Regions from separate parts of the Danio rerio genome. Here region 2 is linked to region 1. The links are chromatin contacts, called in public Micro-C maps. All regions are on one chromosome and are shown on one strand. The core of a region is the stretch at or near the end of the contact, and the rest is flanking DNA. Distances in the headings are between cores, read along the strand shown. Region 1 holds the start of ppp1r13bb (protein phosphatase 1, regulatory subunit 13Bb). Region 2 holds the start of xrcc3 (X-ray repair complementing defective repair in Chinese hamster cells 3).

Evidence for each region. A called contact is a pair of places that touch in the nucleus more often than the background predicts.
Region 2: a Micro-C map of caudal fin shows a contact between it and region 1, with 9 times the contacts expected there. The contact joins the promoter of xrcc3 here to the promoter of ppp1r13bb in region 1. A contact is called at or near these places in 4 of 18 Hi-C or Micro-C datasets (caudal fin, embryo, hematopoietic stem cells and 1 more) and 1 of 4 datasets of contacts at active chromatin or transcription factors (embryo).

What each region holds. Positions count from the first base shown.
Region 1 is chr20:23,271,303-23,276,291 of GRCz12tu, reverse strand. It overlaps ppp1r13bb (protein phosphatase 1, regulatory subunit 13Bb), which reads right to left and starts at 2,437. Exons shown (of 18, transcript NM_001044824.2): 1 at 2,359-2,437; 2 at 1,746-1,831. The coding sequence starts at 1,754. It overlaps atp5mj (ATP synthase membrane subunit j), which reads right to left. Exons shown (of 6, transcript NM_001135972.3): 6 at 2,833-3,512. The coding sequence ends at 3,499.
Region 2 is chr20:23,443,838-23,448,826 of GRCz12tu, reverse strand. xrcc3 (X-ray repair complementing defective repair in Chinese hamster cells 3) reads left to right here and starts at 2,821. Exons shown (of 7, transcript NM_001013541.1): 1 at 2,821-2,974; 2 at 3,065-3,202; 3 at 4,243-4,455; 4 at 4,668-4,822. The coding sequence starts at 2,920. It overlaps brf1b (BRF1 general transcription factor IIIB subunit b), which reads right to left and starts at 2,359. Exons shown (of 19, transcript NM_199889.1): 1 at 2,148-2,359; 2 at 1,402-1,601. The coding sequence starts at 1,582.

The sequences.
Region 1 (4,989 bases), core at 1,188-3,687:
CTCTGAAGGCAATGTTTCCTCTGTCCATTTTTTTTGGTGTGGGATTTCATGCGATAGATTCTGAATTCGCCAGGTCATAAAATCTTGTTATAGATCACTGCGTCCTAATGATTTTCACATACACTTACTTGTGACGTGTGCATGCATATACAATCTTTCAACCACTAGAATTACTCAATCACTATGATCAACTAATAATTACTTTGATGATTCAAACCTGCAGAGGCGGCAGTAAACTGCCGAAAATACCACTTTGCTGATAAATGTTAAAGCATGTGGGTTAAATGAGCTCAAGGTTAATGTTTAAAGATGTGACGTTAATGTGTAATCTCAAAGTTATTCACCTGACAGATCTTAAAACGTTGTGACAACCCACAGATGTTCTGTGACGAATATGTACAGTATATACAGTGCTCAGCTTAATGGAGTACACCCCATTTTGAAAATCAGTGTTTTATCCATTTCTCAGTGAATATGGGTAATATATATTAGTGCATTTAAACAAAACAGATTTATTAAACAGATGTATTTAGTAAAATAATATTTTAGTCACAGAACATCTTAAGAAATGAAAAGATATACATTTAAATTAATGCAAAATATTGCAAAACAAATAACAAACTACAACATTTCAACAAAACCTAAATTTAACAAAACTTAATATTTATCAGAAATCTTTGTTTTCTTGATTTTTTTTCTTCCTTTTTTGCTATTTTTGACAATTTTATTTAATATTTTTCCCTAACAAAATTGGGCAGCTAAATTTCGGGCCATTATTGTTAAGTATAAATTATTTTGTTAGACAAGCTTCAGATTTGGCTTCAGTACAGACTAAACTAATGTATATGCATAAATATAACACTGTAAAGCATCCTATAGACAATATTAGTTTAAATAAGAGACTTGTGGGGGGGAGGTTGTATGTACTCATATGATGAGCACTGTATAATGCACAAAAGAGAGAGAAAAAAAAGATGACAATCGCATATTGAATGTTGAATATTAATAACAGATAAGAGGAGCTTCACATTATTGCAGATCATTTTAGCTCCTACAGATAACAATAAAGATCATAAGGAATAAACATGAAGTGCAGCATTTGGTTTCAGTGCTGCCAACCAACATATTTACTCCAGTCTTGAGACCCTTTGAACATAGAGGGAGGGGCATAAAACTGCCAATAATGATTTAGCATTACTGAAACTATAAAGGCGCTAGGGTGCAAAAGAGATTCTCTTTAACAAGCAACAGCATATCAACATCATAAAACTAATAGCTTCCATTAGCACTAGAGAAAAAAGCAGTGTGTACGGACAAAAGACTTGTCATAAAATAAAAAAATAAAAACATCTATTTTTGAACAGTTCTTTATTAGAACTGACTATTTGCCTCTTTAAAAAGCTAAATTATCAGTGGAGATTAAACAACACAACATGAGGCACAGATAACACTCCTGTACTGAGAATATTCCCATCCACAGCCCATTAACAGCTTTCTGAAAAGTATCCCATTATGGATCCCTTGGCAAGGCTCTAGGCAGCCCACAATGCATCTGAATGAGGACTTTCACATTCACACTAGTGTGTATAACTCAACACACTGTACATTCTTTCCACAATGGACTGAGCTGTTTCAACGATACCATACATATAACGGATGATACAGTGATGGGGGCTCACAAATGTTCGCCTATCATGCATGTAAACAAAACTGCATTGCTGATTTGAGGAGCGTGATTTACTCACAGGCATCATCTTCACTTTTGTCAGAGGAACATCTGGTCTTCAGCTTCGATTTGCCTTTCAAAACATCCAACCGAGATCACAGCCCTCTGTATGGGATTAAAAACAACTTCACTTGCAGCATCACTGGCACATCAATGTCCACAGCACTGATAAACACAGGCCAAACAGGCCACGACTCCGTACATCGTGTCATTTCACATCTTTTGAACGCTTTAACGCGACAAGCAACTGGTTATCACTTGCTTTGATCGCCTTCATTTGACTAAAAAAATTAAAGAGACGCTTTAAAACTCGCTTAACTGGATAATCAGCTGAGCGTGTGTATTGAAATGGCAGATGTTTGGATGTTTTACACACCCGCTGAGAACCCGTAACTCATTTACTCCTCATACTGAATGACTTACAATTAATTAATCGAAACAAAACGTTTAATTCAACGATGCGGTTTTAAATATGTTCAGTAAATATTGTTTTCCTCTTTCCGCCCTGTTTATATTAACAGTTCTCCACATCTGTTAGCCAGCTAGCACGACTAAAAACATCCCGGTGTGCAATCATGTTAACAAACACAAAAAATGTACACACACGGTGGGTAAAACAACATTTTACTTACATGTCAGGTGTAGACGTGTGCCATAATCGTTCAGAAAACTGTGCATGGGGTGTTCCTCGTATCCTGAAAGCAGCCGAGTATCGATTAACTCGCGAGATAGCTAAACTAGTTAGCCTGCTAGCCGAAGCCAGGTGAAAACGCTGCGATACGTGAAGCGAATGGGTGGAAACCAAATCAGAACAGGCGTATTCCTCCGAATGCTGTCAGTTATTGGCGTGATATTCGTTAAAGAATTAAAGCAAAAGCAATATAAGTCTAGAAACACTGCCCTGAAATGGCCGAGCTCGCGCTCTTGTGTTAAATGATTGCACACGCAGACCAAGAATGACAGGAATGTGGAGTGACTTATGGATGTTTGTTTGTTTAGTCACTAAAATATCCGAGGTGAAAATCAAACGGACATGATACGCCCTTAGTTTGACCAGACACATTAGTTGTTAGTTCACTTGAAAGTGAATGAAAGTGCAGCTACTCGCACGTGTTTAATCTTTAATCTCAAAGAACCGTGGGATTCTTATTTTGCAGACGTTCAACATCAAGACAAGTTTCCTCATCAAATTACAACGTGTGACGTATAACTTTAAATTGTATATTTAGAGTTTTCTTTTTAAGGTTAAACAAATTTTAGATTTGTGACAAGATACAATAGATTTTTTTTGTACATATCTAAAGTGCTGGACAGTCCTTAAACGCCCACTACTGGTCAACAACAATAATTACTATCTACAAAATATGACAAAACGACAACAAAAACTGTGTATTATAAAACATTGCATGCAAATATTCACACTAGACATTTTCAGTGAGAATTTAACATCAGCTAAAAATAGTTTTGATTCATGTCCTACAAAACAAATGCAACTGTGACTCAATGACTAGCCCATTAAAAGATTTTGGCAGGACATCTTTAATGGTTTATTTTCATAAGTTAACAATCAAGCAGCTGCACATTTGCTGATACCAATTTCCTGCAAGAGAAAGTGAAAGACCACAAAAGCAGTGTATTGTCCATAGAGTGGATCCAATTCAAGCATTTTATTGTTTGCATAAAACAAAATACAGATATCCAGGTGAAGTTCTTCAGGGGAAGATGTACAGAGAGGAGATGGGGATTCGGGGAATGATGCTCCGGTGGCCCGATCAATGTGCAGGTTCTGTGAGAAAAGAGAATTCATGTTAGCGAATGTGTGAAAAACTTGTCCTATAAATTAGCCTTCCTCATCATTTTAGACCAAGGGCTCTCAAAGTGGGCTCCAAGCCCTAAAGCTAGAGGGTTCACAAAATAATTTAGGGCCCTATGATTTCCTTGATGCAAAATAAATGAATGGAATCATGGATTCAATCACAGAATTGTAATTTACAATGTTAAAATAATAATAATCTACAAAAAGACTATTTAATGCTGAAGTTGACACAGATAGAACAGTCATCACAAACAAAATAGTTTGTATGTAGACTTTTCAGCCATTATTATCAATATTAATAATACCACTATTAATGTTTTACAAGCATTGAAAATGACAGAGAAATGCTGGAATTAAGGTTTATAGTTGGGATGCAAACACGGATACCTACAGTAGCCATCAAAACACAATTTGAAAGCAACTTGACCCTTTAAATTAAAGTCTGCATAAAGCACATTACTACAGTCTTTTATTACATTAATATGATCCCTTTACAACTGAAATAGTATTTTGAGTAGGGGGCGGGACTTTATTTTTGCGCTCCCCTCATTCACTCAAAGCCAATTAAAGGTGCAGTAGGTGATTGTCTTCAGAAACTTTTGTTGTTGTGCTGGTTAAAAGTCTCTTCACATTTTAACTGATTAAAGTAAATGATCTAAATGTATTTATATGTATTTTTATATTTTGGGTAAGGCATAAAACTAAAAAAATTGAGTCAATTGAGTCGGGCCGACATCTCTCATAATTCCGATAAGTAGCCCAATCTGTCCGTCAGCAAAATCAGATTTGATCAACTGCTCAGCCTTTTGTACGCAGCTTCGCCGACCGCTGTTGGTGCATAGACGTGCTGCGCGTTCACAAGATCGAGAGTACGCACGCACGATCAGCAAAAACATGGTGAATCAAAACTTTTTAAAAACCTTAATCAATATTGGAGTTACCTTTGCACACTGGAGAAGGATTTCTCTTGGACAGGTAATGTTTTGTTTTAAAACTATTTTAGCTTCACGCAAAGCTGATGTAATGTTAGATGTTGTTGTTACAAATGGGTTATATCTTCCCAGTAATGTTGTTCAGCCACTAAAATCTTCCGGTGAAAGATTTATAAGACTACTTTCACTTCATAAGCGACCTTTACAGCATCAATAACGTAGATTTTAATTAGTTTACAACAAAACATAAATAAAAAGCGCTATTCCATCTAGTCTTTCCCTATATTGTTTACCATGCAACTCTAAATATTCACTCTGAAATAGCATGTCAGTTTGACTTAGTAATGAGTCTAATTCCTGCACGCCGCCGGACAAGCACTAGTTGCTTTTAACACACGAGAGTGGGTTCTGCTGTAATCTTTAAGGTGCGCGTACTCCTGTTTCAGGAGGCATAGCTCTGGACGGCAGGGGAGGGACTGATTTGAGATTTATGCGAAGCTTAGCATTGTGGAAGA
Region 2 (4,989 bases), core at 1,572-4,071, 170 kb before region 1:
TTAATGTTTTGCAAATAAAATGGGCATCTATATATATGATTCATTAAGAGGCACTTTGTTCTTCACCAGTAAAAAGAGGTCACTAAGGTTGCAGCATTCTTAATAATAAGAGATCATATTCCATTTCTTTATTATAATACATATAGGCAACATGCAATATCATAAAACGGCAATTTATGCTCAACAATTCAGGGAAAAGAATGATAAAATAAAAGCTGAAAGCAGAAAAAAAATATTTTCACTGAAAAATAAATAGTGAATTGAAATTTGTAAAAACAAAAAAAAAACAAGAAAGTATGTTAAATGAGATTCTGAATAATTTTATGACATACTTCAAAAAATAAAGGTGATTTAGTATTAAAAAATACTAAGTATTCCTAAATTTTATTTTTATTATGTTTTTAAATAAATTGGTCTTCCACTTCATATTTTCTGATTATTCATAGTGTATGAATTAATTCCGGTTCATTTAGTTTTTCCGGTACATTTACCGGAATTACCGGTACTTTAACTTAAACCGACATACATTGGTGGTAGAAGTTGATATTTCAGAAATTATGCGATGTGGGAAAAATGCATTGAGTGTGTTAACTAGCGACATTAGGAGTTAAAAAATGCAATCCATTTTTTTTTCTTGGTGGAGCAGTTATGAGATGGAAATAAAACAAATAATGTGATTGCCTCATATGGAAAATTCAAGCCCATTATCCTGTCATACTTTCTGCAAATAATTTGCTATAATATGTCAAAACTGCTTTTGCAACTGACATGGATTTTGAATTATCTAGCTGGTTAAGTTAACTTTAATGGAACACCATAGTACATCCAGTTCAACCTATAAATCGCCTTTAATGTTCTGCAAATAAAAAAGGCATCTATATCTTGGATTGTCTGATAGTGAATGAACATCAAGTTTTAATTTTATTGTAGTTTTTAGGTTGAGTTTTGACCATTTAGACCAGCTGCATTAAAATGCATTATAATTTAATTTCATCCTACCACATTTTAAATGTACTTTATTTTACAGTATGTGTACTGAACATGTTCTTACAGTGTACTTACCTTATACTGGGTTTTACAAGATAACTATACGAGTTAAGGTTCAGGGGTATGTGCTTCTGTGAGAACATGTTTAGACTGTGGCTAGCCAATAAATTAAATTGTGCAAAAGCATAAAAGAGTTTAAAACATTATCTGTGAGAAATCTTTTCCTATTTTTGATTTCGGTATATTTTCTCTATATTTTCTTTCTGTATTTTCATTTGAGCATTTATTTTTTTTCAAAAAATTATAATTTATTATAGTAAAAGGCACTCCAAGTGACCAAGCATACAGATTTCCCTGAAACATGGGGCATGATCCCAACTATCATTTTTTTAGGTTTAAGAAAACAGCTCTTACCATCTGCAGACACAAACTGGCCGACGGCTGAAGAGACTCCTCCACTGTTTTCCACAAACTGAACCTCAGACACAATGATGTTATCCTCCAGAACCGAACCACAGGCTGTGCAGACTGCACTCCCCCGGGCTGGATCTGTGTCGATGTCCGATCCACCACAGTTCTTGCACTGGCGACTCATACTGACTGAAGACTTAGACCTGAGGAGCACACACCAACTCCATTACAGAACAGGAAACACTTTACAAAACATACTGTTTTTTATGTTTTTGTCAGTTTCTTGTTATTAAGATATTATAAACATAAAACACGTATTAAAACCGAATAACCAGCAATATAATGTTTTCAACAGAACCTTATCTTCAACGGGGATTGAACTCGGGTCGCACGGCTTCATTGGTCTTGCATATTCCGCTCTGCTACGCGACAGTTAGCATGCCGGATACACAATGCACATTTGTCGCCCTGTTCATTGTCGGTCATGATTCCTATATTCTTATATTAGGATTCATTTTATTTTATGTTTTATGTTCTAATGCACATCAATAGTAACGTTATTTTTGCTAAGCTAATGTTTTGATATGGTTTATGTATGTGCACATATGCTACAGAATGAAAGCTAGCTTGAATGATACGACCCTAAACATTCTACAAACAGCTTAGTTTATCGCTTTATTCTTTATTTCATAATGTAACATAAACATACACAATTTACGCTAGCCTTTAACAGTAAGATAGCCACTCACCAGTCAAAGGAAGTAAAGACTTTAGCTCAACAACTTTAAAACCGTATCCAGTCGTATTTCTTGTTGTTTGATAAACTATTTAGATAGCAAATCCTGTTTTACTATGACCAACATGTTTAAAAGAGTTAAATCAATCTGTTTTGGTAAAATACTTCATTTAATTCATAACAACATACTATTGTGACTTTCCAGATCAGTCCATCTACCCAACTGAAACACAACATTAAGGGCTGTTCTAAAAACAGAACATAGAGGGGTGGCCAATATCCAAAAGTTCTTATTTTAATTGTTATCATGAGTTTATTTTGCTTATACGTATTGTGTGTGAACCTAAATACCTTAGAATTATATAAATGCTGAATGTATATTACTACAATACCATTTGATCGTTTTATGTAATAGCCTAAACTCAAAACACCCCCATATTGATTTAACTGAACCAGTGGCAAACCCCAGCTCTAAAGCGCGATAATATGAAGGGTCAGTGCTTTAGCCGTTACGCTAACGCTATTCTCTTTTTGTTTTGTTAAAATTAAGTATTGTTCTTTATATGTATTGCTTCTTACTGCATGTCTTTGAAGAAACGTAAATAAATATCGTTAGCCGGCTGGATTTAAGACTTTAATTTTGACAGACTATATGACACAATGACCGGGAAGTAAACATCGTGCAGTTCAAAATGTGCGCAAATAGTTTTAGTTAACGTTAGTTGAAATGTTTATTCATTGTTTTATTAACGTTAAACTGTTATTATGGAGATTCAAGTTTGGTGATGGAGTGGGAACAACTTGAGCTGAATCCAAGGATTATTGCTGCTGTTAAAAAAGGTTGATAAACAATCCCTTATTGCGATACATTGCTGAGAGAGTGCGTTACAGTTTATTTATCTTCGTGTTAAACGTTATTTCAATGTTTAGGCAATTTTAGATCAGCCAAAGAGATCCTGTGTGTATCTGGTCCAGATCTGCAGAGACTGACGCGCTTGTCAAAGGCTGATGTCCAGCGTCTTCATCAGGCGGTAGCGGCTTCTGTGCGCAAGTCTAAACCCGTCACAGGTTATACTTTTGTATTATTTTAATTTTAAACATCCGGTGTTGTTATAGAGGTAATTACAGAACTTTTTTTCTGATTTTATTTGATCAAAGAGACAGTTCTCCCCCCAAAAAATGAAAATTCTGTCATCATTTTCTCACCCTTGACTTGTTTCAAAACCGTTTGAGGTGTTTTTGTTCTGTTGAATATAAAATGAGATATTTCGATAAATGTTGGAAACCTGTAACTATTGACTTTCATAGTGATTTCCGTCCTACTTTCCAACATTCTTTAAAATAACTTTTGTGTTCAAGAGAACAACAAACTCAACTGGTTTGTAATAAGTCAAGAATAAGGAAATGACGACAGCATTTGTATTTCTGGGTGATCAATGCCTTTAAATTCTTTGAATATTTATATGATTTTAACAAATAAGAAAAAAAGATGAAATAAGATTTATGTAAACATCTGAAATTGTTGTTCATATAAACATGTGAAATAGATTATCTAGAAAAGATACAAACTAGATTAGAATGAATTATAATTAGCTTAAAAGTAAAGTAAATGAGTTGTAAATATAATGCAAGAATAGAAAATAAACATTGCCAATATAATATTTAGCGCTATTTATAATATTAATTATTTACAGTATACAACATTATGTACATTATATAGATATCTTTTACATTTTAGGATGTAAATAGAAAAAATAAAATAGACTAAAAAACCCCTGCTTTAAAAGTCAACCATGTCAAATAAATCTAAACTTTATAAACAATTTCCGGATATTTAAAAATACTATTTTTAAATCTGTTTAATGAAGAAACAAGAAATTTGCTCGTAAACCAACATTAAACAGAACCAGCTCTCTATTTAAAAGTTATATTCATTACATTATAAAAATCAAATATAGTAAGTTAATTTCATTAATAAAAGCTGATTATACAGTAGGTCTCTAGTCTGTTTCAAGCACAAACAACGTGAGTGTGAGTCCTAAATCAACAAAAACATGGTTAAGCTAATAAATAATATTTTGAGCAAAACTATTATTTTGACTTCTCAGCATTGCAGTTGATCCAGGGAGAATGTCCTGTTTTGGAGCCTGGACACCGGCTCTCTTTTGCCTGCCCTGTTCTGGACGGTCTGATGCGTGGTGGTCTCCCATTACGAGGAATAACAGAACTGGCAGGCGAGAGCGCTGCTGGAAAAACCCAGTTTTGTTTGCAGCTTTGCTTGTCTGTCCAGTATCCACAAGAACACGGAGGACTGAATTCAGGTAGTGCACATACTGTGATCGTTCTTAATTAATGCTTTTTTTTAATGTTATCAAATGATTCTTTCATTCTCGACAAGATTTTGTGATATTTAAAAAATTTTTGCAACAAATTACATTTTATTGGGTGTTTTCAGAACTGAAGAAAGTACTCATTTGGACAAAGTTCAGATGAAATGCTGATTTAAACAACTTTTAATGCTGTCACCTAACAGGGGCTGTTTACATTTGCACTGAGGATTCTTTCCCTATCAAACGACTACGGCAACTCATTACCCAGCAGCCCCGGCTCAGACCTGACCTGCCGCCAGCCCTGATCCACAGTCTGCGTTTTAGTGACAACATCTACATCGAGCATGCAGCAGACCTGGTGAGACTGACAGAAACTCCGGTTTAGGCCAGACATTGTTTTAATTATTATTTTTTTTTTTTGAACTTTATTGCTTTTCATATTTTGATTTATTATTATTAATATTATGATTATGAAAGGAAAACATTTAACATATACCTTTTTAAAAGATTTTATTCTGTTGCAGT